Linked DNA regions of Ovis aries: region 1 is linked to region 2. Evidence: chromatin contacts called from public Hi-C data. All regions are on one chromosome and are shown on one strand. Each heading gives the region's core, a stretch centred on a gene start, on an enhancer-like site or on the middle of the called end of the contact. The rest is flanking DNA. Distances are from core to core; before and after follow the strand shown. Region 1 overlaps COL5A2 (collagen type V alpha 2 chain). Region 2 has its middle 110 kb from the start of COL5A2.

Evidence for each region. A called contact is a pair of places that touch in the nucleus more often than the background predicts.
Region 1: a Hi-C map of tail adipose tissue shows a contact between it and region 2, with 5 times the contacts expected there. The contact joins two enhancer-like sites. A contact is called at or near these places in 2 of 16 Hi-C or Micro-C datasets (both in tail adipose tissue).

What each region holds. Positions count from the first base shown.
Region 1 is chr2:120,283,859-120,287,362 of ARS-UI_Ramb_v3.0, reverse strand. It overlaps COL5A2 (collagen type V alpha 2 chain), which reads right to left. Exons shown (of 54, transcript XM_004004513.5): 7 at 1,451-1,561; 8 at 58-135. Among named protein-coding and RNA genes, the nearest start is that of COL5A2, 88 kb to the right of the region's middle. Within about 2 kb of position 2,217, at least 6 of the 54 cell types and tissues checked have an H3K27ac peak or open chromatin away from gene starts, as enhancers often do. A contact at or near this core is called in tail adipose tissue, where this site is marked.
Region 2 is chr2:120,086,281-120,089,773 of ARS-UI_Ramb_v3.0, reverse strand. No RefSeq gene overlaps it. Among named protein-coding and RNA genes, the nearest start is that of COL5A2, 110 kb to the left of the region's middle. Within about 2 kb of position 1,638, at least 6 of the 54 cell types and tissues checked have an H3K27ac peak or open chromatin away from gene starts, as enhancers often do. A contact at or near this core is called in tail adipose tissue, where this site is marked.

The sequences.
Region 1 (3,504 bases), core at 968-3,467, 200 kb before region 2:
CTCTCTGCATAATGGTTTTTCCAAAGTACTTTGATTATCAGTAAAATCTACACTTACCACAGATCCAGGCATCAGTCCTACTTGACTCCCAAGTCCAGACTTTTCATCTAACCCAGCCATCTGAGCTGAAAACGGCTGTTAAAGAAATGTGTTGACATTATTTCCACAGTAAAAGATCTATATCAACATACTTTTTAAACTGAGAAGTGTACGATCTCTGGGATTCTTAGAGAATGACTCTTTTGAGAATCATTGTAAACTTTTGACTTTAAAGCAAGGAAAAAGATTCAACCTGTTTTCACTGTATGTGTTTTTGAGTGAACAATCTTCCTCACTATGTTGCTTCAAAATAACTACTGCAATGGGCCAAATGCCTGAAACTTGATAAAAGCATGGATCATTCTGATAAGCATTTAGCCAGTCTAATCAATTTCAGGTTTAAGTCTTTTTATTTGCTTTTTTTCCCATTGTTAGTACATGCCAATTAAAAGTGCCTTTAAAACATTTGTCCTAAAGATTTTTCCATTATACCAGACTGCTTTACTTAGATGGTATTCTTTTTTCTTTGTTAGTAACCAGTAAATTTTAACTGTATTTATATAAGTTGATTAAAATTTTATGATCTTTTAAATGAATCCTGGAATATTCCAAAATCAGTAACAGTTTTACCTTCTCTCCTTCACATCTAAAAATCTCTGGTAACCCAATTGACTAAAACTGTCCATTTTCATTCCAGGAGTTCTATCAATTTCCAGATTTTAATGGGAAAAGAAGGTGCGTAATTTTAAAAATAAATTGTCAGTTCCTTCTACAATGAGTTGAAAAGCAAATGTAAAAATTGTTGTAAAACAAAAATCACATTTCAGGGTTCCATACTTTCCCTTGTTGTACTATGCAATTTGCTCATAAATCTATTCAAAAATCTGCCACTAAGAATTCAAACAGGCAGGCATAGAAAGACATTTTATTTTACTTCTGGTAGGAAATTAACACTCAGAGACACAATCAGAATGCATTTTTTATGTCAACTCAGTGGCCCTTTTGCAAGCATCATCCCGGATGTGCCATCCTTCCTTGGCGGGAGGACATGTCACAGGTTCTTTCAACATTCTGAGCCAAGAGAACAATAAAGGAGAACGACGTATTTCTCTTTCCAGTTCACAGTGGGAACAATATTAGTGGTCCTTTAGAATCAACAGAGAACAAAATCCCAATGCCCAGAACTGACATTAAGAAATACAAACCATTTGAAGCAGCATCTTTAAAAAGTGATACTTTGAATTTTCCAACAATTCCCTGTGGATTTCTTAGTTTTGTTGTTATTGTGTTCATTTAGCTGCTCTTACAGCTAAGGACCAATACGTGAACTAACACAATTTAAGATCCTAAAAATATACCATAAACTTAATATATTATCTACAGAAGATATTAAGCAATGCACACCACTCACCCTGCTCATGCCATCCGGTCCTGGGTGAGATGGATGCCCAGGAGGTCCTGGGGCACCTGGCTGACCAGGAACACCGGGTTCTCCATCAATTCCCTGAGGACCACGAGGCCCCTGGAGAAATAAGCCAGAAGAAATTAGAACCCACTGCTAAATATGTACCTAGGAGAAAACAAAAGCCACAAGCTTCTTGATGGAGATGAAGTGTGTATTATTTTTTTAAAAAAGAGCAATCCAGCAACCCACAGTAATTTTATCAGCTACACCAAACCTGCAGATTTCAGCACTGGTCACAGCCTCTGCCGTCAGGAGAGGACACATTCTGCGTAAGAATTTTACTCGTGATGTGTTAAATTCCCAGTAATCAGATTTTTTGGAATAATTATGAGTGTATTCAGTTTGTCAATATTCTAGAATAAGTTTCCTTACTTGAGTTTTGCTGTTCAAGGGTATTTAGTCAATGATTTCTAAATTCACTTGTTTTAAATTAACTGTATGTTCCTGCTTAACTTTCCCCCACTTAAGAAAAGAACATGATGGATCTTTGAACAGTGTTTGTGGTTTTCCTCATCTAATTTTTTAATGTTTTACATAGTTCCTGGCTCATAGTAGACACTCAGTATATGATTACTACATTTTCGCATTTCAGTTTCTTTCTCTAGTATTGAAGTCTGATACACTTTATTTTCCCTACTACTCCCAAAGGTAGACCAGACCCATGAGAAGCAGGGGGAAAGGCATGGGGATGCAGCCAAGTCTAGTTCTCAAGGAAGTGAGCAATGAGTTACAGCTGCCAAATTCCACCCTCCTCCTAACCCACATTCTGAAGGCAGCTTGGGGAACAGCCACGTCCCCAGTTCTGGAAATACTCCATCTCCTAACCTCATCATTCCCACAAGTCTTGTTAAGTATTTCTAGCTTTTTAACCCTGGAAATTCATAATAGGACCAAAGAAAGGAAAGCAAGGATCAAAGAACTCAAAATGCAATATGATTTTACTAGTTAGAAGCAGGGATTAAAAGTAGATAGAGATATAGATATGATGAGTTAAACAGTAAAAGAAGTTTACCATGCCTACACCTGAGACTGTCTCTCAGCACACAATAAGCAAACACGAGCTGATACAGTGGCGGGAGGAAGCAAAGGGCAAGCAGAGTGGGGAGGAGAGGTGGCTTGCAGATGATGGTTTGGGGGGAGGGTGGCATAAGAGCTATTCCGAAATTTAATTAATATATATTCTTATATATTCAAACACTCTGTTTGACATGTTTACTTCTTGGCGTAGTGGCATAATTAAGGAAATGTATCTATTCAAACAGAAGTAGATAACAGCCTGAAAAAAACACATTTTGAAAACTGATTTCTCAGAAACTGACTACTCACTCTACTCTTTTATCATTGTATTACATAATAGAGGCTAATCTTCCATTGCTGCCTAAGGCTTCTAGATCATACAAATGTGACACCATGGTCTGGAAATGTATGCTGTCAATGGTGGCATATAAAACATAGCAGTCTGACCTACTCAGACCACTATGTGTGGAAAACTTAATGTGTTTTTAAAATGTGAAATTCCTAATTAATAATCAGGTATTGTTAATACAAAAAACTGAGCTAAAACATTCTCTCTGCTCCCAAAGAGATTTCCAAAGCAAAACCAAAAACTACCTTTAGTGTCACTGGGAGTAGAGAGAGGTTTGGGTAATATTAATCCTCAAAAATTTGGTCTTTTCCCCAGCCCTCTGTGATTAAAAATCCTGTTTCAAAGTCTGCTCTGAAGATAGCCCACTTTTTCACTGACTTCATGATGCATTCTATGTCTCCATGGTATCTCCTCTAAATAGCCGACATGATCTACTTTTATACAAATTGAGGTTAAAATGAATAACAACCTGTGAAAATCATCCAAAACTAAGTGAACATAATAAGCAAGACTGTAAGTGAAAATAAGGAAAAAAGCCTATAATACATGATATTTTACTGATAAATATTTAAACCAAAAACTATAACCGCAAAACATATCAAAATACATATTTTCATATTTCCAGGTGTGACGA
Region 2 (3,493 bases), core at 389-2,888:
TGATGTTTTCTTGTTTAAGATGGAGTTGTTCTGGTTGATTTCACCTGCTTGTTTATCTTATGAAACCCTTCCTGTGTGATATACGTAAGGACACCTCTGAGTTAGCCTCCAGTGTACTATTGTGCAAGCATTCATGAATGTATGAGTGAGTGTATGAGAAAGACTGGGAAAGCATTCTCTTGATGCTATATCTTTCAAAAAAGAAAAATTAAAGATGGAGCAAGACCGGGTGAACCTCTCTGCTGGCCGCTGGCCTTGAATGTAGGCATCTGTTTTCTGAGATGGGCCACCGTGACAAACATTGGTACTGTCCCCTGAATGCCACATCATACGTTAAAACTTCTCCAAAGGCCTGAAAAAATCACACCTCTACATATAAAGTCCTGAACTCATCAACATCAAAACACTGCTTGTAATTTCAGGTCTTGCACCTCTAGACAAAGTTAAGACAATTTGAAAGGGCCCCTCAACTTCTAACCTACATTGGTAATGCAGTTTCTCATTAGTATCATTTCATCTGGTGCTCACAAAAATTCTATAGGATATGCAAAACAAGAACTACTATTTTCATTTTATACAAAGAAAAACTATAATTGACATGAAATAACTGATTTCCAGAAGGTCACGTATTACACTACCAAGGCAGGACTACAATGATGCTAGGTCACCTAACTTGACATCTTTCCACCAGCAACATCAAGTCCAACCAGGCACGATGTCAAAGACATAGTTTCAGACTAATTGGCAAAGTGGTCCTTTGAAGTAAAAGTGAAATGATTTTTCAAGATGTGTATCCTGGGAAAATTCCTTTGATAAAATATAATGTCCTTTAGAGATTAATTTCTCTCACTACTAATAATACTTAACCTTATTTTTAGCTTTTTAAACTATAACTAGACTACAGAGGATGAGATGATAGGATGGCATCACTGACTCGATGGACATGAGTTGGAGCAAGCTCTGGGAGTTGGTGATGGACAGAGAAGCCTGGCGTGCTGCCGTCCATGGGGTCACAAAGAGTTGAACACGACTGAGTGACTGAACTGAACTGAGAGAATTTTTCCATGAAGCAAGTGAGTGACTGGCTGAGGTATGGACATTTCTGGTTCAACCTATCAGTTAATTAGAATGTTGCCTATTCTTCAGGTTTTCCAAAGGAACTCATTTTGTGTCTGTATCCTAACATCCCTTTTGGTATATGTTTCTAACACTACTTTATTTCACCGGGCAGCCATTTATTTAATTAGACAATTTGAAATTCAGCGCCTGGCTTCTTTCAATGGCCTAAGGGTGACTCCACAGAAGCTCACATGTGATGAAACAAATGACTTGAAGATGGAAGAGAGCATTAAATGGCACAGGCAGGTCAGATTGCACAGTTTGGCTTTGCATTTAGTAAATTATAGTCAAGCAGCTCTTAATTGCATCCTAACTGTCCATTTTCAGATGGTACTTCTGCCAAACACCAGATTACTAGGGCTGTGTTAGAAAAGCTCAAATAGCACATTCAAATCTGAAACTATAGGTCTCATTTATTTCTAGTTCTTCAGCTGGCAGACATGAAAAGCACTTTTGAGCAGCCAAAGAAGATGAAGAAATAACTTACAGTGAATGGAAAATGTTAGGAAAGCGAGGGCTAGACAATTCTATGAGTCACTACTGAGATATCTAAAGGAATAGGGATTCCAGTCCACTCATTAAAGTGTGGGTTGAAACGTTGCTTTATTTTTCAAGAAATTCCATGGGAGGCACTTGGAGGGGAAAACAGGAGGTGGCCACACTGCACTTCAGACAGAAAAGGCATATCTTGAGAGTGGTGAGATTCTGGCACAACTTGAAGACACTCCACAACATGGATGAGATTTCCAGTCTTAAACGATTTTAAGAGGTTTTATGGCACTATTTCAAAAGTGAACCAAATCCTTGAAAAAAATGTTCTAAATTAACAAATGTACCTTCTAAAATCATTTTTAGCCTACTTCTGGTTTCATAAATACAACAGAATTGGTTTTGTCTAAGATTCTAAATCTTTGAATATCTTTCTAAGGAGAAAAATATCCTAAGATATTGATTAATTTTAGATTCACATTTTTAGGAAGAAATTATCATCTGTTATTTTTCAAACTATAGGAGCAAAATGAAGAATGAATTGAAAAATAAATATTTACATTGTGGATATTAATTTAGAGCTAATATCTTAATATCCATTACATGCTTCCTGGGGAAAAGATGATTGGTGCTTTGGAGACAATCTTCCTAATATGACGGAGTGTTAATTGCACCCCTGAGAGGCTATGGCCAGCAGACACTAGGAATACAGTACAGTGCTGGTTCTATCACTTATCAGTTTAAAGTTTCCATGTCTTCTATAAAATGAGAAAAAAAAATAGTACCTAATTCATAGAGTTATTGTGAAAGAGTATAGCTCATAGGTAGAGTATATGACTGCAGAGTTATTGTAAATTTAAGCAAATAACATCTGCAAAGTACTTAGCACATAATAAATGATAGTTAGGGTTTCAAAAAAATTTTCCACAAAAAGCTAAAGAACCACCGAATAAATAATGTCTCTTGTTTTTCCAGTTTTGTTACTGACTGCTGAGATTTGGCATAGATGCGGCACACGCACACTGATCACAGGACAGACAACTTGGGGAAGGATAAGGAGAGTGCAAGGGAGATGTAATGATATGTGTGGAAAACCCCACTTTCAGACAATTCTTTCATTCAGCTTAATAAGAAGTAATGAATGGGCTCCAACCAGGGCCCTAGTCCTCTAAAAGATGTCCCATCCCTGTATTCAAGAGCTACTCATCACGATGATAAGACAAAACTCTCACACATGGAACAAAGAGATTTATGATTAGATACTAAAATAAGTGGCATCACAATGGGTTCTTACTAACAAATCTTTCTAACTATTATAAGATTCAAAGCCATATGCATGCAAAACCTGTTGGAAAGGGAAATCACTATGATTACTCTTCTCAATACATCTCAAAATGTCATATTCTACCAGTCTCTAAAAAAATGTAAAATGCCTACTGCTTTCCATCACTTTCCTTTATTTAGATATATAGTTTACTTATGCTTTCCAAGTTAAACCAGAAATCCTCTGACTTGGGTTTCACATGTCTGAATTTTAAATGTCTAATAATTTCTCAAACATTTCAGAGATACAAAATTATGAGTTATTTCACCCAGATGAGCATAAACTATTCACGAATTCCCCAAATTGTGAGTTATATATGTGCAAGAAGCAAAGAGCAACAGCACTGGAAAGTTTAACAGATGTCGATAGCTCTGTTGAAAAAGAGATCAGAAAAGAAAGTATGCCCCCTGCTGTTTACAGAATGATGGTTTCTGAAGACGATTTTAGCTGAAAAAGTTTTGAGTTGCATCTGATTTCCTAGATCTTGACTCCAGCACACTGTAACAAGTCTATGACCATGCATGTATACCTAAAGTTATTGTGAACAAGTCTACTCCTTGT